Regions from separate parts of the Mus musculus genome. Here region 2 is linked to region 1. The links are chromatin contacts, called in public HiChIP or PLAC-seq maps. All regions are on one chromosome and are shown on one strand. The core of a region is the stretch at or near the end of the contact, and the rest is flanking DNA. Distances in the headings are between cores, read along the strand shown. Region 1 holds the start of Gng4 (guanine nucleotide binding protein (G protein), gamma 4). Region 2 overlaps Gng4 (guanine nucleotide binding protein (G protein), gamma 4).

Region 1 (2,700 bases), core at 84-2,583:
ACTCGTTTGGCCCCCAGAAGGGCTGCTCCTGGAAGAGGGTAGGGTCTTTGTATAGGAGGCTGCCCAAAAGGATACAACTCCCTCCAGAGCCCTAGAGACTGAATATTGGTCTGACAAGAAGGGGCCTGGGAGAAATGGAGGAGTCCCAGTAGCCACCCAGTCTACCGGAGAGTTTATCTATTGAAGTGCCATGCAGTTGAACAGTTGGCACAACTCGTTAGAATTCTGGTGAGAGGAAACCTAAGGTCAACTTTCCTGCAGCTGGTTTGTGGAAAGAGTGTACAACCGAGCCAGGGCTTGCAGGGGAGACGTGAATCCAAGAGGAAAAATAGTGGACACGATTGTGTGCTGCTTGAATTTTCAACAGTAGTGACTATAGGATCTCAGCCTCTGCCTTGTGAATATTACTGGCTAAATCATTGCGACGTCATTTAATTCTGAGGCCTAAAGGGACTCCTGGGAACTGTGAAGACAATCAGTGTGATTTCCCACCCCACTGCGTCTTTCCAGCCTCTCTGGGCAGTTTCACTCAGCAGCCTAAGTGCACCTCTGTCCACGGTACTGTGAGGCATGTCAGATAGATATGCGAAAATCTAAGGCACCCTGTGTAGTGTCACTTTCTGCAGGGATAGTTAGGGAAGGTGAACAGGAGGAAGGAAGATTTTCAAGAAATCTGTCAGTGGTGTTCAGACAGAAGTAATACGGTTTCCTCCTTCTTTATGCATTTACTGCCTGAAATGTTTTCTCTGCTTCTGTCTTCAGAGGGCTTTGTATTATTTCCTGAGTTGAAAAACAGACGTGGCTGAAGCTGCGTCTCAAGGAAGAGGAGTTTGGTAATTCATCGGTTTACAATGAGACTCACAAAACACAGTTCCATTAGGACGAGGCTTGGCAGGCCATGACCATCTCACCGTTGGGAGTCGCCAGGATTCCCCGTGGCAGCAGTTCCTTGCTGTCCACTCACACCCTTGTGACTGGCTGGGAGGCAGCTGTTCTGCCAAGCCTGGCCGGGTGGCGGTCTTGCCCGCGTTGCTTAGCGACGTCTGCGTAAGATTGGTGCGCATTTCCAGATGTTCAGCATCTGCGCTAACAGCGCCCACCTTCCTCGGCGTGAGGCACCCTAGGTGTCCCCAGGTGAAGTACCCTGAGCTGGCCGTCCCCACTCTGCACTTGGGGATCTGCCTCGAGCCATAAACCCTCCAAGGCTGCGCACTCCCCGGGAGGGCGGGTTTGGGTGAGGCCCGGGATTTGGGGCGCGCGGAGCCCGGAGTGGGAGCCCCAGTGACGCACCAGTGACGTCGGCGGCGGCGGGCGGGATTTCCCGGCCCCTCCCGGCGCGGGAGGAGACCTGCTGCGAAGGAGTGGGTGCGGCCAGCGTGGCGCAGCAGGCGAGGGTTGGGGGGTCACCGTCTTGCACCCAGTGGGCCCACTGCGCAGACCCGAGGTCCCGCTTGCGGGTGGCTTTGCTGTGGCTTGTGCTCCGTGCCGCGCCCCCTTTTCTCCCCAGACGCGCAGGGTCTTCTGTGGTCCGGGACCCCGCGGGTGGCGACGCGGGGCGCGCTTTCACTGAGCCCGGGGCGAGCGATGCCGCTTGGCCTGGCCAACCCCGTCGAGCGCCGCGCCGGGGACCCAGCCCGCGTCTGAGCAGCGCCGGCTGCGCGCCGGCTGCGGTAAGTGGCGCCCGAGGCCCCCGGGAGGGCGCGGCGCCTCGTCGGGGAACCTCGGTCCGGGCCCCGACAGCTCCGAGAGACCCTGGGCGAAATCTAAAAGTCTCAGAACTGAAGAGATATTCTAGCTCCTGGGTCTTCCCTGGAGGTGCCTCAGCACGCTTCACAAAGACCTGTGGTTCGTTGTGGTGGCGGCCGCTTGGTGCACGGCCGCGGGGCGCCTCCAGCCTAAGCCTCCCTAATGTCCACAGGTAGCCCGAGTCTCGGGGGACACAGCCGAATCCCCCGGGGTCGAGGAGGGCCGAGGCCCTCATGGGACTCTTCTTCATCAGTGGGGCGTAGAGGTCCCTTATGGCTGGCCATGATCATAAAGGACGCCCCCTCGTCCCACCCCCCACCATGCAGAAGATCACAGGAGATGGATGGCATGGCCACTGATAATTTTGTTTGGAGCAGTGTTTTGGCAGGGGTTCGCAGACGCTCTCTGCTTTCCCGACGCCAGGACAACTGCCTGGGGTAGAGAGGGAAGAGCACGGTGACCTGGGCGAGTTTGTGCCCTCCCTCTCGATGGCGACTGTCCCCGAAGCAGGTGCTGAAACGCGCTGCTGAGCTCACGGGGCATAGCTTTGGGAGAGCGAGCTTTGCTTTAATTTTTAGTCTCCTGGGAAATAATGAGGCAAGATGCCAGTTATGGCTGCAAAAGGCTCCTTCATTTAGACTAGTCTGCTTCTTGTCGTGTATTTTGAGCTAAGATGTGAGCGAGGGTACTTGCAAATGTGAAAGTTTGATCCAGTGATAGATAAATCCCGTCCTCGCTTCCCAGGCCTCCGGGGTCTGTAAAAGGCTGGCAGCAGACAGGCCGGCGTTTCAGCCAGAGCAAGTCTGCGAGACCGTGCTAGGGTTCCGGTGAAAAAGCGTCACTCCTGCCGTCTGCTCCAAAGCGAGGTGTGATGGCCCCCAAGGCTGCAGCTAGGCTCTTGGGCTGCGTGCAGGCTGCCTGGTTCTTCATTACTGGGGCACCACCGCCCTTTTC
Region 2 (2,700 bases), core at 158-2,657, 44 kb after region 1:
AAGCTGTTCAAACCGGCAAACTGCAGACAGTTAATTACTCCTCTTGCTTTTCTGCCAGGGCAGGAAACCAAGCAAAGCTCGCATTATCCTTGAAAGCCAACATGTGCTGGATGACAGCCTATAATGCTGTGGAGAGTATATGATTTCACAGACACCATGGTTCTGAGACGAGGAGTGCAAAATGGCCTCCAAGGAGGTGACTATCATTTTTAGATGGGTTTGTGCCTTGCTACCCTCTCTTGCAGCTTTGGTGGAAGCTGTTCTTAGTTTCACTACTGGGCACGAGATGAGAGGCTAAGACTCTGGTTTTGTTGGGCTGTAAGAAGATCTCTTTATTCTGTGGCTCATGTTGGCATCATCAACCGACAGAGTAGACCATAGTCCACAAAAGTCAAGAAGTGGGGCAGCACCAGCAGTAGCAAAATCAGGTCAAGAGAACAGTGTGCTTTAATCTCCTACCAAACTGTCTCTGCTTTCCTGCCTCTCCTTCCCACACATCTTCCTTACATTCTCCTGTGGATGCCGTGTCCACTAGTAACTGTCCTGGGAAGATTCCCCTCCCTCACCCCCACCCCTGCCACTCTACCACTTGGACCCATTGAGCTTTCTGACTTATTCCTGAATTTCTGTTAATTCTCAGAGTCTTGTGATCAACCTTGTAAACTCATTATTCCACAAAGTCTCCTCATTTGGATGTGAATATTTTGTGAGGAGACAACTCTGCCAGAGTGTGTACTCAACAGAAATGTGTACATATCATCAGAAGAAATGCACTAGAGTGTTAGAGAAGTACTGCTTACAGTAACCATAGCCAGAAGGAGCCCCTTACACCCATGCCAAAGGAATAAACAGATGAGGGTAATTTGTGCAGTGGATTCTCAGCTCTGTCCACAGCTTGGTGTGAATCTTGCTGGCTTGAGGGACTAAGAGCAGGCAAGTCCAAGCTACAGTTCCATTTCCATACAGCACAGGCCTGGCAGGCCAACCCAAGCAGATTAAAGGAGGGACAGTAGCTATTATTCTCAAAGGGGCCACAGAGAGGGGACACAAAAGGCTTCTGGAATGTTCTGTCTCTGGATCTAGCTGTAGGTCATCCTGATGTGTTTAGTTTGTGCAAGTTCTCCAACTGTCCACTTTTGGGTGCTTTTCTGTATGTGTGTTATACTTCAATAAAACATCAGGCTTTGTGATTACCAACTGTGGATCCTTTTGCTATTGCCCCCCACACACCTTTGGTACTTTGTTCAATGTTTGCCTCTTCCTTAGATGTCCTTACCATGAAATTACTAAATCCCATTATTAGTAGGACACTTTAAGAGTGTGTTTGACAACAATCACCAGCTGGAGAACAGGTTTCTGGCATACACAGGTGCTTCCCCACACAAACACTATGCTCTGGGATTTGTGGGCAAACAGCAAGTCACACCATGTGACTTCCACTGAGTGGCTGAGACAACATCCTCAGCCTCTCTTGCCTTCTCACTTGCATTCTCAGGAACGAAGGAACAAGATGGCCTTCCAGGAAAACTCATAATTATAGTGACCTTTGGAGCAAGAGACCAAGATCCCATGAGGCCCTGTGGTGACAGGGAGCTGACACTGGCTGGAAGAGCAGGTGCTACAAGCTTCTTTTTCTCTCTGTTCCCAGCAGAGGGCTCCCCCACCTCCAACCTGGGATGTCTGTCTCAGAGTTCACTCCTTTCTCTGGGTTTCCCAGGGCCTTTGCTGTTCCCTCCCACAGCTCTGTTCCTAGAGTCCTGGGGTGATCAGAGAGCAGTGTCCTGCTGACCCTCTCACATAAGTCCAAAGGATTTTGTCTTTGATGCTGAGCTCCTGCTTCATGCCTGAGGAAACCAGGAGTTGTCAGCACCCTAACCCCAACTGAGGAGCCATGGGAGGGAGAACACCAACAGGTGGTGGGGGGGGGGGTGTCCTGTGGTGACTGCAGGAGCCTGAGGTGAAACAATGAGAGCTTGAGAACAGGGCTGTGGAAGAGGCTTGGATAGTGTTTATTTATCCTAAGCCTCTGGGTGGTAGGATCACCCCCCAAACCATGAGCACTCTGACTTCCAGTCCCATCTCCTGGGATGAGCACCTTCCCTTCCTTCCTGTGCGCAGAGCCACAGTGGTGGTAGATGAGCTACTGTCAAGCCAGGCTTCACACTCCTGGCTGAGAGCGTGGGTGGCTCAGTGACAACATTTTGCTAACCTATGGCGTTTTCAGACCCTCTTGTGGTAATTAAACATAGGCTATTGTCCCAACTCCATGACTTCAAAGATTTTTCAGAGCCATGATGTGACCTCCAACAGTTTGCTTGCTCTACAGTGCCCTGTCACCAGGCTCCTCTAAGCCATGTGCTCCTCCACACTGCCACTACACAGGGCTATCTCACTGGCTGTGTTCCTTGCTGACACAGGTTGCCTGACCTGATGTGGGCATCCTCTGCTTCTCTGTGCCAGGGCAGTTACTTTACAGATCTCAACTCAAGATCAGTAACTGCACTCACTGTCATATGGCCTCTCTGACCAGCCCACATCTGTTTCTAAGCTCTCCTGGCACTATGTGACAGTCCTGCATCTGTTCTCCTAATTTCCAAGGAATATTTGTCCCCCACTCTCATGCAAATCCCAGGAAGTCATAGACTCTGGTTTTTAGGTTTTTTTTTTTTTCTTTCTCCTTTCCTACAGTGTTTTCTTCTT

What was found. HiChIP or PLAC-seq counts read pairs in DNA pulled down with a chosen protein or histone mark.
Region 2: a contact with region 1 is called in an H3K4me3 HiChIP or PLAC-seq map of the 230-238 cell line, with 17 read pairs. The contact joins the enhancer-like site here to the promoter of Gng4 in region 1. A contact is called at or near these places in 2 of 39 promoter capture datasets (cranial neural crest and macrophages), 2 of 15 datasets of contacts at CTCF or cohesin (the G1E-ER4 cell line and large pre-B cells), 5 of 484 Hi-C or Micro-C datasets (cortical neurons, embryonic stem cells, large pre-B cells and 2 more), 4 of 115 datasets of contacts at active chromatin or transcription factors (the 230-238 cell line, VIP interneurons and embryonic stem cells) and 2 of 9 other capture datasets (embryonic stem cells and liver).

Annotation. Positions count from the first base shown.
Region 1 is chr13:13,782,974-13,785,673 of GRCm38.p6, forward strand. It overlaps Gng4 (guanine nucleotide binding protein (G protein), gamma 4), which reads left to right and starts at 1,334. Exons shown (of 4, transcript NM_010317.3): 1 at 1,334-1,670.
Region 2 is chr13:13,826,699-13,829,398 of GRCm38.p6, forward strand. It overlaps Gng4 (guanine nucleotide binding protein (G protein), gamma 4), which reads left to right. Exons shown (of 4, transcript NM_010317.3): 4 at 1-1,197. Among named protein-coding and RNA genes, the nearest start is that of Gng4, 44 kb to the left of the region's middle. Within about 2 kb of position 1,408, at least 16 of the 459 cell types and tissues checked have an H3K27ac peak or open chromatin away from gene starts, as enhancers often do. A contact at or near this core is called in the 230-238 cell line, where this site is marked.